Linked DNA regions of Gossypium hirsutum: region 1 is linked to region 2. Evidence: chromatin contacts called from public Hi-C data. All regions are on one chromosome and are shown on one strand. Each heading gives the region's core, a stretch centred on a gene start, on an enhancer-like site or on the middle of the called end of the contact. The rest is flanking DNA. Distances are from core to core; before and after follow the strand shown.

Region 1 (6,961 bases), core at 1,710-4,209, 130 kb before region 2:
GAAAAACAAAGGATATGAAGTTATGGAAGAAAATAAAGAAAAGGGTAAGGTTTTTAAAACCTGTGGAGCGAAGAGAGAACGTTTAAGAGATGAAATATTTCGAAGAAAGCTGGCCATAGCATGCAAGGGAAAGGAGCTTTGTTTAGAAGTATAAGATGTGGGAAAAGAAGAAGAACAAACTAGTTGTGATTAGATGTTACTTAATTCCATAGATTAAAAAGAGAAGAAAGAAATGGAAAGACAAACAAACAGACACAAAAAAAAAATCATAAAAGAAAGAAATCAAAATGGGAGAAGAGATAAGTACAGGCAGATGAATCGACTGCAAATCTGGGGAAAATTTTGAAAGATTAGAGATTTAGATGGAGACAGAGATAACCCTTTTGGCAAAACATAGATTTGCCATTTCCAATTTCAAGACTTTGAACCAGTCTTGTTAGGGTTACTAAAAGAGGCAGAAAGAAAATCGAAAGGAATAATCGAAAGGTTTACCTGGGGAGGACTGTTACTGGCTAGAGACGAAGGAAGCAAGAGAGGTCGTGACTGAGATCGGGCTGAGTGAGAACTTTTTTTTACGTGAGAAAATGGGAGGGTCAGTGAAAAAGAAACGGAATAGAAATGCCCACTTTCCATGCTTAAACACAAAATTGGGTTGTAATGGAATAAACCCATAATAGGTATTCCATTGAATCAAACTATGGTTTCTGATGGGCCCACATAATGGCTACACCTAATCAAAATAAAAACTTCTCAATAATTTCCATTTTCCAAAAAGAAGAAAAAATATCTAATTTTATAAACTAAAGAAACACCCAAAGTAATCATAAATAATGGTACCAAAATAAGTCCATATATTAAAATATATCCATAGCAGTTCAAAGTTCATATGTAAGATCATCATCTGCAATACTACCAAAAACAAACCCTGATTTCCGGGCTACCAAAAACTATTTCAACACTCGCATGATAGATTTAAGTATAGAATATTCCAATAATACTTGTACAAGCTAATTAAAAAACATTAAGACATAAGAATCGTGTAAACTCTGCTTATTTACACCAATATCTAATATTCAGCATGATTGGTATTACAGTCCCAGTGTGCAACACCATAGTGTTATTAGGCGACTAAAAATATGCAGCAACCCCAGTTGTTTGTTCAATTTTATTGCTGAGATTAATGTTTGATCTTCGGCTTCTTCACAATCATCACAGAGCAATGAGCATGGTGAGAACAATAATCACTCACACTGCCAAGAACAGCCCTGTAATACAATATATGATCATTTGTTAAAAGCGGGACCGAAATAAGGTCATTCTTAAATTGTTGAAAGTTTGGCAATTTCTTTTTCAGTGCTTATTCATCACAACATATGAAAAATGAAAGGTTCTATAACAGGAGCTATAATATTGAGAAAAAAACCAGCTTATAATCTGCAAAATATCAAATAGCAGAGCTACCGCCGAATGTCAAATAAGATCGGGTTGGTTTTGAATCAGATCAATTCTGATTTCAAAATTTTCATGCCACTTACATGTCATTTTAGGGTTGGAACATTTCAGGTTAGTAAGCCTAGTTTCTGCGCACCTTGGGTTATGTCATTTCGAATTACTTGTCCAGGTCATTTCAGGTTTTGATATTTTTGGTTTTGAGTTAGGCAGGGTCAGATCATTGACTTTTTACAGTCAAGTAGCATTGGGTTGGGTTCGGATTTGGATTGATCGGATCGGGTTTTTGGATTTGGATCAAAACTGGCAAGCCTACTTATACATATATAGATGATATATATCATATTGTAGATGAGGTCTATGGGTTAGGTCTAACCCTAAAAAAGGGAAGAGGGGAAAAGGGGCAAACCCACTCAACCCAAAAAACTAGAAAGGAGAAGATGTTCTATACAGATGCATTAACATTATTTGAGAACTCATCCCCATAGAACCAAAATAAACCATCGATTTTTTCTTGTGGAAGTAATGATCCATTTTTTAGTGATTAGAAACTTAATGAACAAGCCACAGTAAATCAAAGAGTAAAAAATTCCCAATGTTCATCTAAAAACTTAAAAAGAGATCAGACATAGGTTTTAATACCTCTTTATAGCTCCATAACCATGGCTACCAACAGCGAGAACGGAGGCATGGTGTTTTTCTACAGCGTCACAGAGAACATTCCTTGCATCACCTTCCACCACTTCAACTACGGCATCATGTACCTGCACCGAAACCAAAAAACCATTAGATTGGATGCTAATACCCTTCTTTAATTAGGCTACAAAAGTAAAACAAGTAGCTGATGAATACCGATTTGCTAAGGCAGAGTTCCTTGGCTTTCTCAACAACCCTGGCAGCGATCTTCCTCAAATCCGCATCCACATAGGGCAATACATCAGCAGCTCCTACAATAATTATACCTCCATAAGAAAGCTAAAACACACGGTACTTGAACCAAAAGAAAAAAGGAGGGTAAATTCAAACCAGGTCCGGCGAGACCAACAGCAGAAGAAGCAGTAGGCTTGGCATGAACGATGACGAGCTTGAAAGGAGGATTGGAAGCGAAAGGAGCAAAGAAGTGATCGAGGATCCACTGCAGCGCGTACGTACTGTGCTCGCTGTCGTCGATTCCAACAACCATGGCTTGCTTCTCCGTCGTTGTTGCCATCGTGGTATGTCTCTTGGTTCTTGTGTCTTGGAATTGCAAAGGGTCGGTTTGATCCTTCTTTAATTTTGGGGGTTTTGTAGGAATAAGGAATTTATTGAGAAACACAGAGCACAAAACAACGTGCGGGCAAATGCGTATGGCGTAAGGCGTAAGCGTGTTAAACTTATGCTTAGAAGAAGGGAAGGGAAGGAAGACCCCAACTAGAATATAATACGCGATACGCTGGCTGATAGTGATTGTGTCCCTATCCTTTTTGCCTCTATTCTAATCCATCATTCTAGACAGACAATGTTATGATATGCTTTTCATCTTTAAAATATTCTATTTATATCTTCAAATTTATTAATTTAATCCTTAAATAAAATATTAAATTTTATGCGACATAATTTATTATTAATTTTAAAGTTTTTAAAGTTTTTACATAAATTATCATTCATCTTTTTCGGTTATATTTTATTTTTAATATACAGCAAAATTTTACTGTTTTTTAAAGTTTTCATTTTAAATTATGTTACTTAAAATTTTACATGTCATTTAATAGTTAAACTTTCAGTTTTAATAATCAAAGGACTTGATTGACATAACATCAATAACTTAGGAATGCAATTAGAATATTTTAAAGTTTAAGGACAAATTTAAAATGAGGACCATAATTTAGGATGTAATTAAAATATTTTGAAGTTTAGAGATAAATTTAAAATAAGGGTTATAGTTTGCGAATGTCTACTTTATTCACTCACGGTTGGATCCTTAAACTTTGTAGTGTTTTTTTCTTTTTGTCCCTAAACTTTTTCTTAGCCTATATTAATATTGAAACTTGATAATTTTTTAAAAGTTAATCATTGAATTTAGATTTCATCAAGTATGATGATGTGATTCTTTAATATTATGTCATACTATCACAAAAAAAGATATATATAATATTTTTTAATTTTTTAAGTAATGATATGAAATAATCTAAATTAAAAAAAAAAGAAGATCAAAGCTTGTGGAAAAAGTTGAGAAAATAAAGGAGTAAGTATTGGTTTATCCTAGACAATGAAGGTGAGACAAATTGAGACGTGATCCTCCCTCTCACATTCATTGGGAGCAGTTCTGGGGGAGACTGTATCTCGCAATTTAACGCTTCCATTCAGACTCCTGTTTATTACAAATATAGCTTCAATTACGCTCCGCTTTTCCGGGTTTTTTTTTTATTTTCTTAATAACCTTCTATAAATTATTGAATTGAATGACCCAAATAATAATAAATAAATATGTTAAATCAATTTTCACTGATAATTTTATAGTTAGAGAAAGAATTGTATAAAATTGTAATTTCATATTATCTCTATCATTTTTCAATAGAAGAATGACAAATCGAATTTTTCTTCCTGATTTTTAGTAGTGTTACATGAGAAAAAAGTTAAAAATTATGAGGAAAAAATCTAATTTATCATTCTCCTATTAGAAAGGAATAGGGATATGTGAAATTATAGTGGCTTTAAATCATGTTCTCATTTTGAATTTTAAAATTTTAATCATGACTCAAACGATTAAAATCATGAACTAAATGATGTGAATTTCTTTTTGTCTTATATTAAAATAACAAGTTAATATTATATTATACATGCAATAATATGTTTTTTAAAATATAAGTACAAATAAAATTAGAGACAAACTCAAAAAAATTTTAAGGGTCGGAATTAAATAATATTTTTACAACAATAAAAATATAATTTTATTATTTTAAAAACCTATATATTTATAATTTTTAAAATATTAAATATGGTTTTAATAGGAAAAAAATCATATTTATATTTGTATATCAATATGAAAAGGTTGCACTTTTTTAAGTAGTCAAATTTAAAAAAAATAAAAAAATAAAAAAATAATATAGAATGGTGGTGATGTGTGTATTTTTAATTAAAAGAGTATGATTTAAATTTGCAAGTTATTTTGAGTGGGAGCATTGGACAATGACTCACATTAAGCATATGATTGATATGCCCTCTACCTGTATTCGAGATGACAATTCTTGTGGGTATGTTTACGGCTAGTTTGATAATATTTTTGAAAAGTGCTTTTAAAAAGTTTAGTTTAAAATTTGAGTGTTTAGTATTGTTGTAAAAAAGTGCTTTTGAGAAATAAAATGTCCATTTTAGACATGTTATTATCAAGTAACAAATATGCATTTAAATAATTATTATTATATTTTAGTAAGAATATAAAAAAATTATTATAACTTGATAATATTTTAATATATGAAATATAAATTTTAAAGATTTTTAAGAAATAAATATTAATTATTTATAAAATTTAATAAGAATCTATAAACTATATTTTAAATATTTAAATATAACCATTAAATATTTGTAATTAGTATTTTAAAAAATATATTTTTTATTTTTAATTAATAAATTTAACATATTTGTAATTAAGCACAAAAAAGGGGAAAGTACTATGTTATTGGAGGAGTGAAAAAGTAATTAAGCACTAAAAGTGCTTTTGGAAGAGAAAAACAAAAAAATTTTAGCTTCTCCTTTTTAGAAATACTTTTCAAAAATACTTCTGAAAAGTAAAAAATTTCAGTCAAAAACAGTTTATTTAACATAATTTTTCTTCTAAAAATACTTTTGAGGCTAGAAGTATTTTTTTTAAGCACTGCTAAATAGACCTTAATCGTCACTTCTTTACTCATACCTTTCAAATATCTACTTTTGGTTTTTATGCCTATTAGTACAAAGATATTCCCCCATTTCAATGATGAAATCATTTCTAAATAATTATATAAATCAGCTAAAATCACAACTACTATTGCTATCCTTGTTTATATCATAACCACCCTTTCTTTTTTCTTCAAGTAATATTCATTTAAATTGAATTATTAATTTGATTAAGAAAATATGAATCTCTTTTCATAATTAAAATAAGATATATCATTTGAGGGTGTTTTAGTTTTTTATTTAAAAAATAAAAAAAGATACATATAACGAGATTTAAACTTAAATAAATTGCATTAAAAAACTTTTAAATTACCACTTAGCTAACATTTTAATTTTATTATGCACACTTTATTACTTCCGTCATTTATATATCTATACTATTATTTAAGCTCCTGACAGGGTTGGTGTCACTCTCAACCAGTACATCAACTTGGTTAGAAAAATTATGGACATGCCCTTTCGTAATAAAAAACAAGTTATATTATTCGAGCTTATTTTAGTCTTTTTATTTTAAAGAAAAATCAATAAAAAGATGCATAGGATGAGATTTGAACTCAAATAAATTGCATTAGTAAAATTTTTAATTTACAACTTAGCTAAAGTTTTATTTTAATATTTTTACACATTTTAATTTTATTATTTGTATTTGTGTTCTATATTTTTTTGTTTCCACACGCATATGTCACGGGGCTATAACTTTAGTTTGGCAAACCGTGTGACTTTAAGCGATTTCTATGTTCAAATCCACCTAAGTCAGTCTTACTCTCGAAAGTGAAAATTCACAAAGAAAATTCTCCAAGACATTGAAATAAAGTGGAAGCATAAAGAAACTTGAATTGAACTAAAAAGCCACAAGAAAGCAATGCACACAAGGTGCTTGAGTAAATACTCTAAAATATATTCAATAACTATAAATGAGATGATTATAAATGATGAGGAAGACCTTTATTTATAATTAAGCTCTCCTTGATCCAACAATACAATCTAAATTACATCAACGATTAAGATTAAAGCCTATCTACAATATGAGAGTCTTAAGGGATTTAAACACTTATATTATCCCTTAGGATTACAAAATATTCACCCTAGTAAAATATAAATTACTAGAGTGTTTCACTGGGCCACCAAGGCTTCAAGTAGTGGTATTCTCCAAAAGTTCCATGAACCGGACCAGTTTAAGAGGGTCAAATAAGTCCCATTTAATTAGTTGACATTTGTGGGACGTTATGTGTGTATTCATCGCGGGCTATGATTCGTGACCCGAGACATTCTCCCCTACTCATTCTTGCGATGCCCTCGTTGCGTCCTTCGAATGACATTGGTCTAACTTGTCTTGAAACTGCCATGATGCCTTGGCTGATTCCCAACCACTCTCTCTATTAAGTAGTTTCGCCCCTCGAAGCATTTGCCTTGACTTGTCTTTGTTCTCTTCTAACTCGAACTATTTTTCTCCTTTGTATATTTGTTTGCAAGAGTCCACCACTCTTACTTAACCCCATTATGACTTGCCTCGATTCGAATCCCCTTGATCCTCACGAATAGGCTTCGACACACCTACATTGAACATTGAGTTAACCTTGAGTATCACCGTTAACTC
Region 2 (6,454 bases), core at 3,294-5,793:
TCATTCAATGTAACCTGTAGAAGTGAGACAATTCAGAAATAAATACTTTAAAATATGAGCATGGTAAACCAATGCTCTGCAGTAATTAATCAATGACATGTACCTCAAAAAGTTCATTAACAGCCAGCTTGTCAACATCGTCACCTCCAGAACACTCCAAGCGAAGTGAGCTGGCTATAGAGTGAAAACACAACGGGTAAGAAGGATACAAGTCAACAATGACTCATAATTAAATCGATGCAAGAAATGAGCTAAAGAGCTCACCAGAACAGAAGAACCCATGATCTTCTTCACAAAGCCCACCAAGATCATTTCCTTCTGGAACAGATCTGTCAAACCTGACCCCAATTTTTGAGGAACCATTTTCTTCAAATGCAAGGACTACTTTGCCCCGAAAACCAATCATCGGTCCCCTACACACAAGAACTACTCAACCTTTTGCAGAACATAATGAATGCATTCATGAAGTTTGGCCCTAGAGAAATTACATGTGTACTTGCTATTAAAGGGAAAACTGACCCTGGCAAATCAAAGCTGTAGGATATAAAGATGACACAAATATACCTTAAAGCAGGTTCTAGAGAAGAAAATCCAGACGGCGATGCGGAACCTACAAACTTAACCCTATCACCTAAAATTTTCAAATAAATTTCATTTAGAAGTAGGTGATGTTCCATCAACAAATTAACAGTTTAGGAAGCTAAGGCATAATAAAATAACAAAGCCAACTCCCCAGTATCATTCCAAAGAAATGCCATACCTTTCTTAAATGTATAGTTTTTAGATGTTGCAGTAGATACTTCCTGCTTTGGCAAAGCTTGGGAGCTCAGTGAAGAACCACCAGTTATATCAGCTTCAACACTAGAAGTTGGTCTCTTCTGCGGCAAAGCAGCAGGGTGTGCAGCTCTTTTGGCGAATACAGTTACGTTTTCAGCCCTTGAAGTTTCTTTCACAGCATCAACATCTTTTGATGTTGATCCCTGGTTATATCGGGAAGGAAAATAATAGAACATAAGATGCCACAAAAATATTCAGACATTTAGAAACTGAGAAAGTAAACAAGAAAGAAACTTTTGCAACCACAAGAAAGTAAAAAGGACTCAAACAAATACCTAGCTCAAGCAACATTTAAAACACAACTTTTCTAAGGAACATTCATCAAGAATTTGACACAACTTGCTTTCAAATTGAAAAGGAACTTTAGTGTTTTACATGCTTGGTGATGCAAGAGTTCTAATGTCGAACCATAATTATAGACTCCAAAAAATTCCCCTGATCCATAGAATATTGGAGAATAACCATAGGCACAAAATTTCCAAAGGAATGATACAGATAAAATTAAGTACAAAGAAAAAACTGCAATTTCAAACCAATCTGGCATTCTTAACATGCAATTGGGGTAAAAAATCAAAACAAGTTGAGGAGTGAAAGAAGCATACTCCAGGCAACAGAAGAGAATCGACAATTAGCAATCTAGCACCAAAATGTTTTGCAAGTGCCTTAACCAATGTCTCCTGATATATTTCTGAGCCTATACATAGCAAAGTACTCTCATCAGGAATTAGAACGTCCAACAATATTTAAATGGAAAAACAGAAAACAGCAACCAAACCTGCAGGACCAGATAACAATATACGAGGACTCATGGTAGGAAGGTCTGAGGCATACTTCGCAAATTTACTACACTTCAAATGCACATAGGTTGAGGCTATCAAAACATTCTTTGTTGTATCACTGTCACAATGGAAGTTTCAAGTAAAATTAACTAAATTTCACCAATGCTCCAAAAATCCACTAATATAGGCAGTTAACTCAGTACAACTTTCACTGCATAAATAATACATGGACTTGCAATTTTGTGGAAATGTTGATAGAAAATTAAGTAAAAGCAATAATTCAAAATTGTTTTCCCAAAACATAGAAACAAGGAATCATCAAAAAATATAAAATAAAAGTGCAACATCAAATAAGAGCAGAAAGCACCAGATTTACCTCAAATAATACGGAAAATTTTCAAAAGAGAGGTCTATATTGTCTGGATTGAGAATGCTGTCTTGTAAACTATCTTTAAATGCTTGTCGCTTGGTTGATACCAAACCCGAAGGAGGTTCAAATTCCTTAAGCATCTCTCTAATTTCCCTTTGCTCGTCTAGAATTTTGGCAATACTACCACTAAAATCAAAGTCAGTAGAAGTACCAGCAAGGATATGCAATAATGGCCTTAAAGAGTAACCTGCCCCTGGGATCTTCGTATTGTCAGCATCCATACTATCATCTAATCCAAGTCTATCACGATTTGGGTTTTCATTAGCAGCGTCCGGTACAAAAGGAACAGTTTTCTCCCTTGAAGAAGCAGTTGCTGGATCAGTGTTACTAGCACTGTCCTTCATGTCAACTTCTGGAACACAGTCATCTGACACCTCACAACCAGAAGGTAGAGTGGACATCTCAGAATTTTCTTTTGTTGACAAAGAAGCCAATATTGTTGCTGCCCCAGCAACAGCAGATGGTTCCCCTGGTCGTGCCTCAATAATACCTTTTATAGGAGCAGTCTGGGCTTCTAAAATGCTTAGAGAAGAAGGTAAGCCTGGGGCTGCTAAGTTATCATTGGTAAGCTGCTGAAAAATCTAAGTAACCGTCAAGGAATTAAAGCATCTATTAGATGGGAGAAATATCATATAGCATCAAAGTTCAATTATGGAACACACATGAAAGTGGAGCCACATAGACTTTCATTTGGGAGGCAGAGGAATAACATATCTGTAAAAATGTGTTAAGCCATGTTGAAGGAAAAGGATACATAAGCATGATCCCCAGTACTAGTGAAAATTAATTCATCTCCAGCATTTAGGATCAAACTAGAATTTTTACGGTAAGTCCTACCGTTAACCTGGACAGAACCTTTTCCTCCTGTAATTTCTAGCAAGGCAATGGAAGTTCTATCTCTCTACATCGGGAAATAGAAATTCAGCACTCCCATAAACACAATAAAAAGTACAACGAAAAGGTTAAGAAATAATTATGTAAAGATCCATACCTCTATGTGCTTCACTTTGCACAAAACAGCGCTAATATTGTGATCCTTAAGACATAAGTTGCACTGATGGCTTTGTCCAACGGTGAATGGTGTGCCACACATGACTAAGTGAGGATTCTGGATGATATGAACATTAATAAGAAGTGGAAGCACATCAGTTTAGCATGAAGACAACCATAAGTATTAAAACCAATATAAAGAGGCTGATTGGTTTGTGGCTTGATGGAAGATCCTCCCTTAAGGAAATTCAACAACAGAATACCTTACCATGACTACTGAGGTTAGACCTCACTACAACAGAAAGCTGACTCTCTGAGGCAGCCTAAAAGTAATTTTCCTACCAAATTGACTCTCTTAAGTTAGGATTTAAATCATGATGAACTCCAAGATTCCACTCAATGATTGGAACCAAATCATCATTTTACCAGCAAATTATACAGTAATATTTCCTTGTTCCATCCAAAATTCAACTGCACAAAGTTTTAAAATCCGTTTGCCATAAATAGTTCATGGACAAAACACATTTTCTTCACTTCATTTATTGGCTAAAAGAAGAAGGATTTCAATAGGCAGTTCTAACTGAACACGATTAAACAAAGGGACCAGGAACCAAAAACCAGCTCATAATTAAAAAGAATGTCAATTCAGAAAACATACTTGAGAATGCTGGGAAAGAAGCTTTCCCCACGGGAATTTAGAACCTAACTTAGCAGGCTTAATTGGCCTGTTCTTAGCCCGACCAGTAAGCCCTGCAGCAACCGTCTCCACTTTATCCGCATCTACAGCAGCTTCTCCTAATTAACCAAAATAATCCCCCACATCAAAACCCCAAAAAAAAATAGAACCTCACAAACCAAAATGAAAGATCAATTCGGATGGCACCTGAGGACCGCGGAGCCACCAAAGTACCGTTCTCCAGATCAGCAACGGCAGGCTTATCGATGGGAGACGCATCAACGGCCTTAGCCGCATCGGACACCCGTAGATCAGAGGATCGGAGCTCCATTACCCGTGAGCCCGACCCGGATTCCTTAGGTGGACCTAAGGTTTCGTTAACTGGTCCAGAAACCGCAGCTCCATTGTTGGACGACAAAGCCGGCTCAGATGCCTAAAGGGAAAAAAAAGAAAAAAAGAAAAGCCTATCAGTCTGGAATTCAAATCTAAAGAGAACGTATCAGGACAGACATGCAAAGTAAAAACCATAAGGAATAAGAAAGAAAAGACCTTGGATCGTTTAGAAGAAGTGGGAGGGGGAGAGGAAAGGGGGCGTTTGGAAGAGGAAGAGCTCCGTCGCGTCTCGACCATATCAATGTCAAAGGATGGAAAAAAGGAAGGGTTTGGAGGAGGTTTTTCCTCTCTGGGTTTTCTCTAATTTGCAAAAATTAACCACCTTCTGGTTCGGGTCTTGCGTTGCCAAACAATAAAACAAATAGGAGAGAATGAGAATCAGCAACAGAGAAGAGGAAAAAAAACAGAAAGTGAAGAATTGCGCAAAGGTCAGTTATTAAGTTTCCCTCTGCAATTTAACCTATTATTTATTTATCTTTTTTCTTTTATTAATGTCTCTTTCACACCTATTATTTATATAATTAAACTCATAATTCATACTTCTATAAAATAAAATTCATGTACTAATTAAATTGTTATAAGGAATTTTTAAAAAAACCTAAATATAATTTTTATCAATTAAATATTATTTAAAAATATTTTATAAAATAATAATATTTATTATAATTGTATAATAATAATGTTAAATATTAGAATTTTATGTTAGGACGTTATGAATATTTTTAAATAAAGGGGGACGTTATGATTTCTAATTTCTTAGGAAGATGTGAAGTGGGTTGTTTGGTTACGAGTGTATGGCAATGCTGGCTTGGAGTGGCCTGCCTAGCTGTCAGTGTTAACAGTGTTCACATTTACATTTATTGCCTTTAAAAAAAACACAAATTCGTTCATTTCGTGGAATTTAAACACTTGCTAGATATCGGTAAAAAAGGTTTGAGAAATAAAGTTCAGGAAAATGTGTCATTTGTCATACTTATGTCATACTCTATTTGACTTTCTTTTAATTAAATAAAATTAGAGTAACTTTGGATGAACGGTGTGATGCGTTTAATTTATTTTTTGTCTCACGCTATAGTATTTAATCTCATTATTATTATTATTTTTATATTAATTACAAATAAACGTATTGTCTATCCAAACCCACCATTAATCTTAATCATCAGTCACAACTTTTGAAAGCTATTTTAATCATCCCATTTTTTAATTTTTTTAACCCTCGATAATAATTTGGTTCATTCAATATAAAGAAGGGTAAAGTATAGAAATAGTCATTAAAGTATTGCCTGTGTTTTATTTTGGTCACTAAAATATAAAAAATCAAATATTTTAGTTAACGTTAACCGCCGCTTGATAAGTGACGAAGTGTTGACGTGAGCTTTTCTTATTGGTTTAATAACAAATTTAATCCTTTAATATTTACATATTCTATCAATTTGATCCTAAATATAACAAAATCAATAAATTTAGCCCTAATATTTACAAAAATTGTTATTTTAGTTCAAATTCTAAAAAAATTCAATAAATCTAGCTTTTAGCATTTACAAAATAACAAATTTTGATTTTTAAAGAATTTTAAGTTAGCAATGTGCAGTTCTAACCCTTGTATTAGAATAGCTCACAAAACTTAGAATCCAATTGCTTCATGTTCTTCTGCAAATACTCAAGCATGGCTGTTACAGTTTCAAATCAGGATGTTGTTGCTTTGGGGTCAAAGTAACATAAGGAGAAGGCAATTTACCCAAGCTTGTGCTCACTTCTGATCATGGCAGGTAATGTTTAAATCTTTAAATTTTGGAGAAATGACACTTTCTGCAAAATTTTCTTTTTTGGATCTTTAAATTTTGTGCTAGTTTAATTGGTGAGCCAATTTTGTATTTTCTTTTTCATTGATTTGGACCTGATATTGTATTTATAATTTTTTTTTTAAAATTGTATAAATGTTGAAGGCTAAATTGATTGATATTTTTAGAATTTGAACTAAAATGGCAAATTTTGTAAACATTGAGAGCTAAATTTATTGATTTTTTTATATTTATGATCAAATTGATAGAATATGTAAACATTAGAGGGTTAAATTTGTTTTAGACTAATAAAAAAAGCCTACATCAGCACTCTCATCAAATTTCAAACCGCTGTTTGATGACTGAAATATCTGATTTTGAATAGTTTAGTGACCAAAATAAAATGCGGGCAATACTTCAGTGACCATTTCTATACTTTACCCAATAAAGAATGGTGTACCTAAAATAGAAAGAAATGACTGGAGTGGTGTAATACATAATAGGAGACTGCGGTGGAAGTGAAAAAGCAAACTGAAAAGAGTAAGGGCCGGAAAAGAAAGAAAAAAAA

Evidence for each region. A called contact is a pair of places that touch in the nucleus more often than the background predicts.
Region 1: a contact with region 2 is called in a Hi-C map of hypocotyl, with 2.9 times the contacts expected there. The contact joins the promoter of LOC107913593 here to the promoter of LOC107913533 in region 2. A contact is called at or near these places in 5 of 34 Hi-C or Micro-C datasets (hypocotyl, leaf and petal).

Annotation. Positions count from the first base shown.
Region 1 is chrD08:12,679,590-12,686,550 of Gossypium_hirsutum_v2.1, reverse strand. LOC107913593 (universal stress protein PHOS34) reads right to left here and starts at 2,959. Exons shown (of 4, transcript XM_016842231.2): 1 at 2,476-2,959; 2 at 2,302-2,396; 3 at 2,092-2,213; 4 at 949-1,265. The coding sequence starts at 2,659. The coding sequence ends at 1,178. LOC107913597 reads right to left here and starts at 945. Exons shown (of 3, transcript XM_016842246.2): 1 at 493-945. The coding sequence starts at 672.
Region 2 is chrD08:12,553,065-12,559,518 of Gossypium_hirsutum_v2.1, reverse strand. It overlaps LOC107913533, which reads right to left and starts at 4,543. Exons shown (of 28, transcript XM_016842172.2): 1 at 4,262-4,543; 2 at 3,920-4,145; 3 at 3,695-3,831; 4 at 3,038-3,154; 5 at 2,801-2,947; 6 at 1,993-2,627; 7 at 1,613-1,734; 8 at 1,440-1,531; 9 at 761-980; 10 at 565-631; 11 at 265-413; 12 at 104-174; 13 at 1-14. The coding sequence starts at 4,342.